Linked DNA regions of Pan troglodytes: region 2 is linked to region 1. A link is a contact called in public HiChIP or PLAC-seq data. All regions are on one chromosome and are shown on one strand. The core of a region is the stretch at or near the end of the contact, and the rest is flanking DNA. Distances in the headings are between cores, read along the strand shown. Region 1 holds the start of IWS1 (interacts with SUPT6H, CTD assembly factor 1). Region 2 holds the start of LIMS2 (LIM zinc finger domain containing 2).

Region 1 (6,726 bases), core at 1,516-4,015:
GAATAGGGATTTTGGTTCACTGCTAAATCTCTGGAGCCCAGAACACTGCCTAGTACCTGATATACAGTAAGTATTTGTTTACAAATGAAGAACACAAGGAACTCCAGTCCAAAACTAGTGAAAATCCATTCAAGAAAAGCATATATAAAATGGTAAATACAAACTGTTACCTAACTTTCTTTTATATTTTTGTAGAGATGGGGTCTTGCTATGTTGCCCAGGCTGGTCTCAAACGCCTGGCCTCAAGCAATCCTCCTGCCTTTGCCTCCTAAAGTGCTGGGATTACACCCAGCCCCAATACTTTAAAAAATACAGAGTAAAATCGTATTTTAACCTATGTACATGTATTACATATAATTACTTTTTTTTTTTTTTTTTTTTGGAGACACAGTTTTGCTCTTTTTGCTCAGGCTGGAGTGCAATGGCGTGATCTCAGCTCACTGCAACCTCCACCCACCCCACCCCCCACGCCGGGTTCAACAAGTGATTCTCCTGCCTCAGCCTCCTGAGTAGCTGGGATTACAGGCGCCCGCCACCACGCCTAGCTAATTTTTTGTATTTTTAGTAGAGATGGGCTTCACCACGTTAGCCAGGCTGGTCTCAAACTCCTGACCTCAGGTGATCCGCCCACCTCGGCCTCCCAAAGTGCTGGGATTACAGGCGTGAGCCACCGTGCTCGGTCTATTTTTTAAAAAGTAACTTAAAAACACAAATGAATGGAAAAAAAACTATTCTGAAAGTATCAGGAAAGTGTTTTTTTTTTTTTTTTTTTTTGAGACAGAGTCTTGCTCTGTCGCCAAGGCTGGAGTGCAGTGATGCAACTTCGGCTCACTGCAACCTCTGCCTCCCGGGCTCAGGGCTCAAAGGATCCTCCCACTTCAGCCTCCTGAGTAACTGGGACTACAGGTGTACGCCACCACACTCGGCTAATTTTTGCATTTTTTGTAGAGACGAAGTAGGGGGGGTGGGGTACGGGCATGGTGGGTGGGGGTGGTGTTGGTCTCACTATGTTGCCCAGGCTGGTCTCGAACTCCTGGGCTCAAGCCATCGGCCGCCTACGCCTCCCAAAGTGCTGGGATTACAGGCATAAGCCACCGCACCTAGCTTAGGAAAGTGTTTTTAAGCAGTGCATGCCTGGAAAACCCTTTGCAGTCATTAGAATTCACTGTCCTACGTAATGAAAAGCAATGAACTCAAAACAGTAAAGGGCTTAACGCTTAAACAATTATTTAAGCACTCAAGTTTTCTTTTTAGTTTTCAATTTTTGTGGGTACATAGAGGGTGTATTTATTTATGGTGTATTTAAGAACTTTTGTAACAGAACGCCCCAATAGGACTAGCACACAAAGGGAAAGCAAATGCGACGTGTTTCCCACACCAGGTTCTGCCTCAGTTATCCTTAATCTCAGGTGCCAAGCACCGTGCCAGCAGAGTGGGCCCCAGTAACAGTTTACAGAATAAACAAACAGTAAAGAAAGGAGACCAAACTTCGGTGAGGAGGAAAAGGAACGATCTCAAGGTGGAGGAAAGGCACAAAAACCACCAGTAAGTGCCAGAAGCGCATTCCTTACTCTATGCATGCAACTGAAACATGGGTCCTGCACTTACGTCCGGTGTTGCAGGCAAGATTAAACCACTCCTAACTAGCAGTGAAAAGTCTAGGAAGGATCCCCCGCCCCATCGCCCCTTGGATTCTCCAACTACTCAACTACTGAAAACTCTCTTAACAGAAGACACCTCTCCTTCCCTAGCACTTTGCACACAATAGGAGCTTAACATATGAAAGTGACTTCCCAATTTCAGCAAAAACCTTCGCCGATTCAGAAGAAAGCTTTCCCACCAGAATCCCCTCTCCAACGTTCTAGCTTCGACGCTTGCAGCTGGTCAGAGGGCTCTTGCCCTCCTCGGGCCAGGTCGCGGGAGGGAAGGTCTCGGGGGCCTCCTTGCCCCCACCCGCGGGGTGCCAGGCCAAGCCCCGCCGAGTAACTGCTCCGCCTCCCAGCCCGGTCCCCCAGGTCCCTGCCCCACCTGACTGGTCGCCGCTGTAATATTCCGAGTCCATGGCAGGCGGACTCTCAGCGGGGAGTGTCCGCGCCCCGCGCCGCCCCCGTCACCTCCTTCCAGGCGGTGTGACCCCGGATGGCGCGGCTAAGTGTTCAGAGACTCCCGCCCGACCGGAGAACTTAACGGGTGCGGAGGGTAAGAAAGCGGTAGCGGCAAAGGCGAATTCTTTGACCTGAAAGCCCCGGCGGAAAAGGCCGTACCCGGCAGGCTGGCGGGCGGGCAGGCATGCGAGCCGGCGCTCTACTTCCTAGAAGCACCGCTGGGGCCAAAATGGCGTCTGCCCACGACCCTCAAAGGAATGCAGCGCGCAGGCGCCGCAACCCGTCAACCGGCCAATGAGAAGACGCAACAGCAATGACGCCAGGCACGGCCGGAAAGGAGACTCCTGGGAAAATTGAGCTGGAAGTGGGGCTTTAGTTAAATACCTTCCTCGGGTGGATCCTGGTCTGACCCCCGTGGTAATAACGTTATCATTGATTCTTTATCATTTCCTAGATTCTGTGTCCGTGCCTTGTTTGAAGAGCTTTTGAGATACTCTTCCGAAAAATGAAGACCTGCTCAAATGACTTTTCCGTCATTCAGCCAAACCACTGTCTTTCCCGTCAGGCCCAGAGGCGCCTGGTTCCCGCCCGCAGTAGGCAAGAAAGCGGGCGTTGCTCACTGGGACTTGTAGTATGACGCCCGCGAGCTGTGATGCGTTACTAACTGGCGCGATCCACAGCGCCTCCTCTCCCGGCGTCTTCCTCTCTTTCGTTCTAAACAACGATTTAATTTCCTTGTTAAGAAGCCATTTAGCCAACAGTAAGAAGTACACGTCTTTGCTTCCAGAAGGGTTCCCCTGATGAAACACCGGAGGAAGGTGAAGTTGAACTTTACCTGAGCCCTGTGTTCCTGGAAAACAGCGGTGATTAAGAAACCCCCTCATCTATTTGTGTTTCTGGAACGGCACACTGTAAAGAACCACCCGTCTCCATGTGACTCAGATAAAACGCGTGCAGATGACCCCCTTGTTTGCCTGTGACAAGGCCAGAGACCTTTCCCCTTTATTCTGAGCCTGTTAATAAAGCCAAACAGACCTTCCAAATTCCCGCTGATGATATCGAGTGATTAGTTGAGATTAGAACTCTCCTCCCCCCAACTTGTTAGACACAGAGAATATTTCCTGTTCACCTGACTGAAACTTCTGATTGCAAAACAATCCCAACTGTCAATCATCCCACCTTCCTCCCTATAAAAGTCAAAACTACGCTGCCAAGACACTGATCATATCTGGAGTGCTCTCCCTATTGCAATAGGCTGAGTAAAATCCATTTCCTTACTTGTTCATTTTAGTCTTGGACAGAGAGGGGAACATTCTTGCCTTTGGATCGGAGGAGGGCCAGTAGAGGTTTAAGCAAAGACTCCCCAGGAGGTGTAGACATGTAGAAAAAGAGCCTTTTGTTACTACTGCAGATATCTGACCCTTCGTTAGCCAGTCAGAGTATGCTGGCAGAGCCCAATTATAGGCTCCTGAAGAGGACGTGGGAAGAGAAGAAAGGGGAGAAGTGGTTTCTTTCTGGAAATTCCCATTTTCCTGCAAGAGAGTTCATGGATATTCCTTTCCGAAGTGGTGGAAACAGCATTGAATCCAAATTCCTTCTTTTCAGCTGTGGGAATGACATCTTCTCAGGCAGTCTTGAGAATCAAAAGAACAAAGAATTAGCAATGCCCGAAACCAAATCACTTGATAGAAGATATCAAGGCTCTAAGCCCTCTTCTAAAGAGAAGGTGAGAGTACACCTGTGTAAATGGAGTAGGATTAATAGATCAAAATTCCAGGAAGAGGTTCAATGGAAGAGAACCTTTTAGTTTCACCAGAGATGTAAGTCCAACAGTCAGGAAAGTGGTTGGGTTATAAACAATGCAATTGCCGGATGAGAATTACTGAATTTTAGCGTTAAAACTAACTGTACTGGTGGTTTGGAGAATGGATAGAAACACTCTGGACACACAACAATGTTCTTAGCTCTAGAAGCCTGCAAAGAAGCATCAGATCTAATTTTTGTACTCAGAAAGCCAACAATTTAGTGAGACAGGACAAGTCTTTCAAATGAATACAGAGCCTTAGTTAAAGCAGTGTGGTTGTCAGTGTAAACACAGCTTACGGAGAGTTCCCAGAGCTCCTTCCTACCAGCTGGCTGTCCCTCCTGGATCCTGGTAGAGAAATTCTGTAGTGGCACAGATGTGTCTTTCTGAGTCTTGGCTGCCTTACATTTTCAGGACTGCCATCTCCTTACCCATCACACCCCACCCCAGTGCAGTTGGCCCATGGCGGTGGTAGGGAGGCACCCAGAAGATAGGCTGTTTCCCACACCAAGGGTGCTAATGACAGAAGAATGGAGAGGCAAACTTGCAGCAGTCCACAATGCTTCCTCCCTTAACAGATAACCCAGAGACGCTGCATTCCCTAAGTGAATGTAAGATTTATTTGGAGACACTCTGAAGACACTGCCATCTGCTGAACATGTCAGGGAGCAAGAGGCCACATAATATAAATAGCCTGGCACCATCAGAGCTGTAGACTGGGGGCTTAGAGCCCTAGGCTGTGGGCCTATCGCTGGGCTTATTGTACTTAGTAAGCTGGGACAAGCTACCAGCCTTCTATGAGCCTCAGTTTCCACATGTATCAAATGAGAGGGTTGAATCAGGTTTCAAGTACTCTTAGCTTTTTTCTACGTCAGAGAAGCCAGGTCTCTAAGTCTGACCCAGCTTCTTGTGCTTGAGCCACTAGCAAGCCCTACCAGGGAAGACACAAATGAAACTTACTAGCTGCGTGACCTTGAGCAAGTTGCTGAACCTCTCTGTGCTTCAACGTCCTCATCTATAAGTTGGGGATAACAGTACCATTTATGTCACAGAGTTGTCATGAAGCTAAATGCACATATATAATTATAATGTATAATATGTTATATATATTACTTGTATAATATTATACATGATATAAATATATATATTATATAATGATTCCTGGGACAGAATATTGTGAAATTAAATAATTCAAACTTTTTTTTTTTTTTTTGAAATGGGATCTCACTCTGTCACCCAGGCTGGAGTGCAGTGGCACAATCTTGGTTCGCTGCAACCTTCGCCTCTTGGTTTCAAGCAATTCTCGTGCTTCAGCCTCCCTAGTAGCTGGGACTACAGGTGTGCACCACCACGCCTGGCTATTTTTTGTATTTTTAGTAGAAATAGGGTTTCACCATGTTGGCCAGGCTGGTCTTGAACTCCTGGCCTCAGGTGATCCACCCACCTCGGTCTCCCAAAGTGCTAGGATTACAGACGTGAACCACTGCACCCAGCCAAATAATTCAAACTTAAAGCTGTTGGAACTTAAATTGTTCTGAGTCTTGAGAGGAATGTGACTATGCAGCCTGAGTCACATGGCATGCAGCTGCAACTTCTGCCTTTTTTCCACCTATAAATAATTGAGACTAAGTGGTGCCAGAGATAAAACCCCCTCAGATCACTGCCCCTTCTACAGAGTAGTAATGTCATCTTCCTTGGGATGCAGCAATCTGTAACCAATCAAATCACTGTAACATATGCACTGTCTTGTATGGAAAATGTTATAATCCTGCTAAAATTTTTCTGTCTGTCTCTGTATAAGTAAAACCTTAACTTCTTCACTTTGGAACGCTGAACCCATTCGTTTGGAGTTGAGGTCTCCTGGGTGGCTATCCACACACTCAAATAAACTCTATGTGTAATCATATTTTATGCATCTTACTATTTAAGATTAGCAATATATATGTTAGCTATTATCACTATTATTAGGCATTGTGAAGATACAGAAAACTAACACATGATTCCTACCTTGAGAAGCTTACAATTCATTAGGAAGTATGGCTTTGAAAAAAGAAAATGCTAAGAGGTGAATTGTGTGATGTGGGTAACAAGTACCATGGGAATTAAAAGGAGGGTGAGGCTAGAGTGGACAATCAGGTTGGCTTCCTTGAGGGAGGGTGCTTGAGGTGATATTTGAAGGACAAAGGCCGATTTGGATGGAAAGATAATGTTTCAATCATGGTAAGCTAACAATCTACCATGTAGTTATGTTGTTATAACAACATCAACAAATTTCAGTGGCTTGACTTGATAATAGTTTGTTTCTTCCTCTTGTCAATGGGCAGTGGGGTCAGTGGTGAGGTGGAGGTTGCACTCTGCTCCTAGCAGTCATTCAGGGATCCAGGCTCTTACCATATTGTGGCTCCACCATTTCCCAGGGCCTCAGAAGCCCCTACTGGATGCTCTGCATGCCACCAGCAGATGGGAGAAGAGAGTGTGTAGAAAGGTGCAGGATGTTTTAATGGGTCTAGCCTGGAGTTGGAGCATATCACTTACCCTCATTCCATGGCCCCTTCTAATTGTGAGTGAGGCAGGGAAGAGTATGTCCACTGTGGGACCAAGAGGAAAAGGAAAGTGATCTTGGTGGACATGCAGCATTCCAGGCAAGGGTAAGAAATCCACCCCAGTACTTCTTTTCCCAGAAATAAAGTTCTTAGCAATGAGCCTAAGAGCTAGGCAAAGTATCACTGTCTCCAAGAGCTAGGCAAAGTATTACTATCATCATAATTAGCATCATTAACATCATTTATTTAGTTTATTGAGTTGACACGTAAGCAA
Region 2 (6,726 bases), core at 2,263-4,762, 180 kb after region 1:
AGCATCGGGGAGAGCCACAGGGGCGTAAGGCAGGGCCTAGAAGGCTGGGTGGCAGGCGGGGAATTAGAATTTAATCTGTAGGAAATAAGGAGCCACTGAAGAATAGTAGATAAAGAGGACATTACTAGATTTCAGTTTTGAAAGGGGGCACTGGTGGGCCTGGTGCGGTAGCTCATGCCTGTAATCCCAGCACTTTGGGAGGCTGAGGTGGGCGGATCACTTGAGCTCTGAAGTTGGAGACCACCTGGGCCACCTGTGGAAACCCCGTCTACAGGCAGGCGCCTGTAATCTCAGCTACTCCAGAGGCTGAGGTGGGAGAATCGCTTGAACCCGGGAGATGGAGTTTGCAGTGAGCCAAGATCGCACCATTGCATTCCAGCCTGGGCAGCAGAGCAAGATCCTGTCTCAAAAACGAGGGGGTGGTTGGTGCTAGCTGACCCGCCACACTGAAGGAAGGGAGAATGTAGTTCAGGTTGCGGCCCGGCAGGGGACAAGTAAACCCAGCTGAACAGAGAGGGCCATGACAGACAGGGAAGGGAGGCAGACGCCACTCTGGAAAGCCCTCAAAAGAAGCGTGGCTAACACTTGCTGGGCTCTGGGAGAAAATATAATTTCCTGCAAGCGGGAGAGGATTTGGTGCGAAGGGTGCTGCTTCCGTAGGTCAAGGTGAAAGACCTCGGCAGAAGAAAAGGCTGGCTGTGGCCCCTTCCCCTTGGGGAGGTGGGAGCTGGGACTTGCCTGACCTTATGCTAAAGTCCAACAATACTGGAAGGGAGGACGCGGGCATCTGAAGAGCCCCTGCCCAGGATGTGCAGATGTGGTGGCTGCGAGAGCTGAGGCCAGGCCCTGCCTGGTGCTGACACGGTGAAATCTAAAGCTCCTGAAAAGCCAGGCTTCTCCCCGTGGGGACAAGGCCATCGAGTACCACAGAGAAATAGGGTTTCAGAACAAGAAATTAAAAAAAAAAAATCCTTTCAGGGCCCTGCTGCATGTGTGTGAGTCTGGGTCCTTTGCATCTCCATCCACATCAATGTCCACTGTGAATGGAGCCCAGAAGGAAGGACAGACTCAAAATGAAGGATCGGGAGGGAGGGAGGGCTCGGAAAGGCATTTGCCTGTTCTTAGACCACCCAGGAAACGAGTGTGCTACCGTCCATTATGCTTGTGAGTGAAAAGGGTGGAGGGTGATGGGAGCTGCTGCTTCGGGGAAGTCAGGGAAAGACATTTTGAAAAGTGACATTGAAGTAGAGACCTGAAGGAATGAGGGAGGGCGCTGTGAAGATATTTGGGGTGAGGAGGAATGCTCTAGGCCGAGAACAGCAAGGACAAAGGCACCGAAGTGGGAACATGTTTGACAGATCCAGAAACAACCCAAAGGCCACCAGTCATAGACTGGCATGGAGTGGGGAGAAAGTAGGGGAGTAGAGGCAGACAGGTCCCGGCCATTCCACAGGGCAGCGTGGGCGAGGTGAGGAAGTTGCTTCTGTGAGTGTGAGGTGGGGAGCACTGGGGGAGTGACATCATCTGACTCAGTGGACAAAGGTCCCTCAGGCCGATGTGTGAACAACCGTGAGGAAAGCATGGACCAAAACAGGGGCTCCGTAGTGGGGTGCAGGGGGGCGCCCAGATGTGGGGTTAGTGGTGGAGGAGAGAATCGGCTGGTACTGGATCTGTTTCCAAGGTAGAGCTGGTGGGACTTGCTGATGGGGTGCGATTTCTTGAGGTGCGGAAGGAGGGGTTAGCTACAGGTTTTGGGGGATGAGGAGGGGAAGTCAGGAGTGAAGTGTTTGGTTCTGCATGTCACCTCCAGGGTGTCTATTAGATGCCCGGTGGAGAAGTGGGGGACGCTCTGCACGCAGAGGGTTTTAACAACACGGGCTGGGCCAGAGGGTGCCGAGAGAGAAAAGAGGGGATATCCCAGGCGCAACAACGCTGAGGTCTCAGGAGGAGGAACAGTCAAGAGAGGAGCCCGCGGTGCCGTCCTGGGGCTGAGGGCCGAAACTCACCGCACTAGCCGACAGCGTCTGGCGATTTTGTGATGAACAATTTTGCTGGCACGGTGGAACGAAGGCCTGGTTGAAGGGCTTCAAGGGAGACAGGGAAGCAAGAGAAGATGATTGTTAGGATGAGTTTTGCTGCAGTGCTAGAGGAGAGTGGGTTTTGTTAATGACCTTCCCTCCCTGCAACCAAACCACAGCAGAAAGCGCATCCAGGGCTCACACAGAGGGACCCTCAGTGAAGGCCTCTTTCTGCAATGGGAAGCCCACAAGGTTAGAAACCAGGAATCACAACCTAACGCTGCCCTATCGTCAGTTTTGTAGGTGACCTTGAGTAGGTTACCTCACTTCTTGGTATTTCTCAGCTTCCCTCACCTATAAAATGAGCAGCACAGTCCTGCCTTTTCTATACGGTAGCTGCATAAATGATTAGGTAACATCACTGATGGGCATTTATGCACCCAGTCCACTTTCTAGCTCTGTGTATTTGACTACTCTAAGTACCTCACAGAAGTGGAATCATGCAGTATTGGTCCTTTTTGTGACTGGCTTATTTCACTCAGCCTAATGTCCTCAAGGTTCATCCATGTCGTAGCATGTGTCAGAATCTCCTTCCTTTTTAAGGCTGCGTAACAGTCCGTTGTATGCATATATCACATTTTATTGATCTGCTGGTGGACACTTGGGTTGCTTCCATCTCTTGACTGACATGAATAGTTCTGCTGTGAAGAGTTATACAAATCTCTGAGACCCTGCTTTCAATTCTTTGGGGTATATATCCAGAGTGGAACTGCTGGATTGGACTGTAATTATATACACACATACACACATAACTGTATACAAATATGTGTGTATATACGTTTATATGTGTCTGTGTGTGTGTGTGTATATATATATATATATATATATATATTTTATAGTAACTTCCATACTGTTTTCCACAGCGGATATAGCTTTTTACATTCCCACCAACGGTGCACAAGGCTTCTAGTTTCTCCACATCTTTGACAGCACTTGTAACTTTCTGGTGTGTTTTTGTTTGTTTTTTGTTTTGATCGTAGCCATCCTAATGGTTTAGCCCATGCTAAGTGATCAGGCTGGTCTCTATTATTATCAAGTGAGATAACAAATCAGAATGTATTTTGAAAAAGAATTGCATCTGTCAGGATCCAACCAAGAAAACAGAAAGCATTAAAAGGAACTTAATGGGGGAGATTAGTTACACACAGGGGATGGAAAGGCTGAGAAGCCAAACAGCAGGAAGCCGTTAACCTTACATCCACCTAGGGCAGAGGACAAAGGACACAGCGCCACCCAGGGGAAGCCAAGGTGGTGAGGGGAGCTGTGGAGGCAGCTGGAAGAATCTGGAGGAATCTGACCTGTGAGAGGAACCACAAGCAAACACCCTCTAGGAGGCTCTGAGAAACAGCAGGGCACGTGGGTGCGGCCTGGGAACAGATCAGGATTGACCTGCGTGCGAGCCAGCTTGTCAGAGTGATGTGACGATGAGTCAGGACACCTGGGCGTGGCGCTGTCCAGAGCACGAGAGTGACACCAAACACATGGGACAGCAGCACCGAGTCTTGGACAAGGGGCGCGAAGGAGTCAAGGATGTTGCCAGGCCTGTGGCCGAAACTGAGAACAGAATAGAGAAGCAGGTTGAGGGTGCTGGGTGTCAACCCTTCCTTTATCAACCCCATGGTAAATGATCAGGATGGTCACTATTACTACAAGTGAGGTAACTAATCAGAACGCAACTTTCCCCAAAAAACCCACCTGAGTTACACAGGTCTGAACTTTTTTAAAAATTAAATTTTTATTTTGAGATCACTGTTTGTGTTCAGTTGTAAGAAACAAGAGAGATTCTGTGTACCCTTTACCCATTCCTCCATGTTGCAAAACTAGCACAATATCACCGCCACGGTAGACGCAGTGAGGCCATAAGACATTTCCATCAGCAAAAAGGTCACTTCTTGTGCCCCTTTAGAACCACACCCACCCTTGCCTTCCAACTATTAATGCTGGCAGGACTTAGCCAGACCGCAAGGGCGCCTACTCCGAACAAGGAAGAGGGTCAGGCGCTGGGAGGGCGACTGCAAGTGGACAGGCAGCACCTGCGACCACGGTACTTGGGGACACCACAAAAGGCCGCAGAGCAGGCACCGCGGCACTTCCGCGAGCGCCGCAGGCCCTGCCCCTTTCGCCGTCGCCGACCAATTGCCGCCCGAAGACCGAGCCGCTTCAGGGGAGGGCCGGAAGTGAGCCGCAGCTTTTCCTTTCTGCCGCCGCCTTGTCCAAGATGGCGGACCTCCACCGCCAGCTGCAGGAGTACCTGGCGCAGGGGAAAGCTGGCGGCCCGGCAGCCGCGGAGCCGCTGCTCGCCGCGGAGAAGGCGGAGGAGCCCGGGGACGGGCCGGCGGAGGAGTGGCTGGGCCGCGCGGGCCTGCGCTGGACGTGGGCGCGGAGCCCTGCGGAGTCGGCAGCGGCCGGCCTGGCGTGCCTCCCGAACGTGACGCGCGGGCAGCGGCTGGCGGCGGGCGGCGGGTGCCTGCTGCTGGCTGCACTGTGTTTCGGCCTAGCCGCGCTCTACGCACCGGTGTTGCTGCTGCGCGCGCGCAAGTTCGCGCTGCTCTGGTCTCTGGGCTCGGCGCTGGCGTTGGCGGGAAGCGCGCTGCTGCGGGGCGGCGCGGCGTGCGGGCGCCTGCTGCGCTGCGAAGAAGCGCCGTCCCGGCCCGCGCTGCTCTACATGGCAGCGCTGGGCGCCACGCTGTTCGCCGCGCTGGGCCTTCGCAGCACGCTGCTCACGGTGCTGGGCGCGGGCGCGCAGGTGGCCGCGCTGCTGGCCGCGCTGGTTGGGCTGCTGCCCTGGGGCGGCGGCACCGCGCTGCGCCTCGCACTGGGTCGCCTGGGCCGCGGCGCCGGCCTCGCCAAGGTGCTGCCCGTGTGAGGACCTCGCGCCCTCGCCGCTGGGGAAGTACGCGGAGCCAGCGCCGTCGGAGACCGCGCCGGCCGAGCCGAGGACTGCACGCCGCTGTGCGGACGCCCGTGGCGAAGGCCCTGCCGCAACAGCCTGCGAGTCTAATCCGGGAGCGGCTGCTGCCAGCGGAGGCGACAGCAGCGTTGGGAGCTCCTCGATGTCAGCTTTTTGTGCTGGACTTGGCACACGCTCTGAAAACTGAGATTTTGTCATTGAACTGGTGACAGGATGTGAGACGGTTATTAGAAGTTGCTTTCGAAGTAACTGTGGTCTTAGGTTCGGCTGAGTAAAGAAAAAGGATTTTTCTTCGAGTTAGCTGCTCTTGTGATTTTTCTCAGGCTGTGTTGTCATTTTAAAATCCAGTGGTAGATGTAGCTTAGCGACGGTAGTTTTTTGTTTTGGCTATACTAAGACTTGGAAATTATTCTCTCCAGTGTCAGCGAATCCAGAAGGGTATCAGATTAAACACCGAATTCAGCCACTGGACTTTTAAGAGTACTTAAGATGGTTTATCTCGGGTTTTTTCTTCAGTTAACAAAATCAAAAATATGGTGCCTTATAACATGAAAGGAAAATTAGTTGTGTATTTCACGACGAAAGCGACGGACCAAAAGAAATTTCCTGCCCCAAGAAGCATGGGATCCAGGAAGGGGCGCGTAGATGCTTAACGGTCTCTGCGGAAATCCTGCAAATAGGAAGATAATTCTAGATCCGGAATACCTGTATCTGGTGGAAACCATGGATTTCTACAAGCTCGAATTATTCCTCATTGTATAGTCTGCTTTGTAAACTAGTTTACAATTTGCAGGCTGATCTTAAGATTTTTTTTATATCTAATTGCTGCTGCCTTCATTTTAGGTTCAGCAGTTACTTTTAACTACCTTAATTTATTGCCAGAAGGTATGAGCCTAACATTCTGATGAGTCCAGAAAACTACGTTTTGTCAGTAGCAATACACTAGGAAGTAAAATATATTTAGAATTTAAACATTGTGTGCCAGTGGTCCTCGCGCTTGACTGCACATCAGTTACTTGAAGAGCCACACCTCAGATCAATGCAGTCAGAACCTGGGAAGTAGGTCCCAGACATCAGGACCTTTTTAAAGCTCCCCAAGTGATTCTACGTTCCCCAAGGTTGAGGACCACTTTTCTGTGCATTGGCTTGCACAATTTGAAAATAATGCTTTTCCTGAGCTGGATCCCAGTGTTGCCTTAACAGGGTGTCTGTCGTGCCGCAGTAGAGCACTGCTGCTTCCTCCAACCCCAAAATTTATGTTCCTAAGTCAGGTCCCTAAGCCCCGTCCCAAGAAGTGACACAAGTGGCCAACATCCACACTGTAGGCTTGCAGGCTACCCGCCCTGAGATTTGGTAAAGAACACTGCCTTGTTCCCCATCAGTAAACAAGGCTACCTACCTCAGGAGGCTGCTTGTGAGAGAGCAAATGCAGTATTTTCAAAATGAATTATTTTTTTAATTGTAAAGACTTGTGCCATTGGCTGCTCTTTCTAGTCCCCTAAATTTCTGTTCTAGTTTTAAATTTCTCTAGAACTTGCAATAGTTGGGGGTTTTATAATGTTTTACAATGTTTATTTCTTAAATAAAAACTTACTTAAAAATTCAACATTTCTCAGCTGGTGGCTCACACCTGTAATCCCAGCATTTTGGGAGGTCAAGGCGGGAGGATCGCTTGAGGCCAGGAGTTCAAGACCAGCCTGGGCAACATAGTTAAACCCCATCTCCACAGAAAATCTT

Evidence for each region. HiChIP or PLAC-seq counts read pairs in DNA pulled down with a chosen protein or histone mark.
Region 2: an H3K4me3 HiChIP or PLAC-seq map of stem cell-derived excitatory neurons shows a contact between it and region 1, with 5 times the contacts expected there. The contact joins the promoter of LIMS2 here to the promoter of IWS1 in region 1. A contact is called at or near these places in 1 of 7 Hi-C or Micro-C datasets (stem cell-derived neural progenitor cells) and 1 of 1 datasets of contacts at active chromatin or transcription factors (stem cell-derived excitatory neurons).

Annotation. Positions count from the first base shown.
Region 1 is chr13:28,205,991-28,212,716 of NHGRI_mPanTro3-v2.0_pri, forward strand. IWS1 (interacts with SUPT6H, CTD assembly factor 1) reads right to left here and starts at 2,766. Exons shown (of 17, transcript XR_678360.5): 1 at 2,490-2,766.
Region 2 is chr13:28,380,656-28,387,381 of NHGRI_mPanTro3-v2.0_pri, forward strand. It overlaps LIMS2 (LIM zinc finger domain containing 2), which reads right to left and starts at 3,513. Exons shown (of 11, transcript XM_054678973.2): 1 at 3,377-3,513; 2 at 2,007-2,084. SFT2D3 (SFT2 domain containing 3) reads left to right here and starts at 3,629. Exons shown (of 1, transcript XM_001138948.8): 1 at 3,629-6,726. The coding sequence starts at 4,297. The coding sequence ends at 4,944.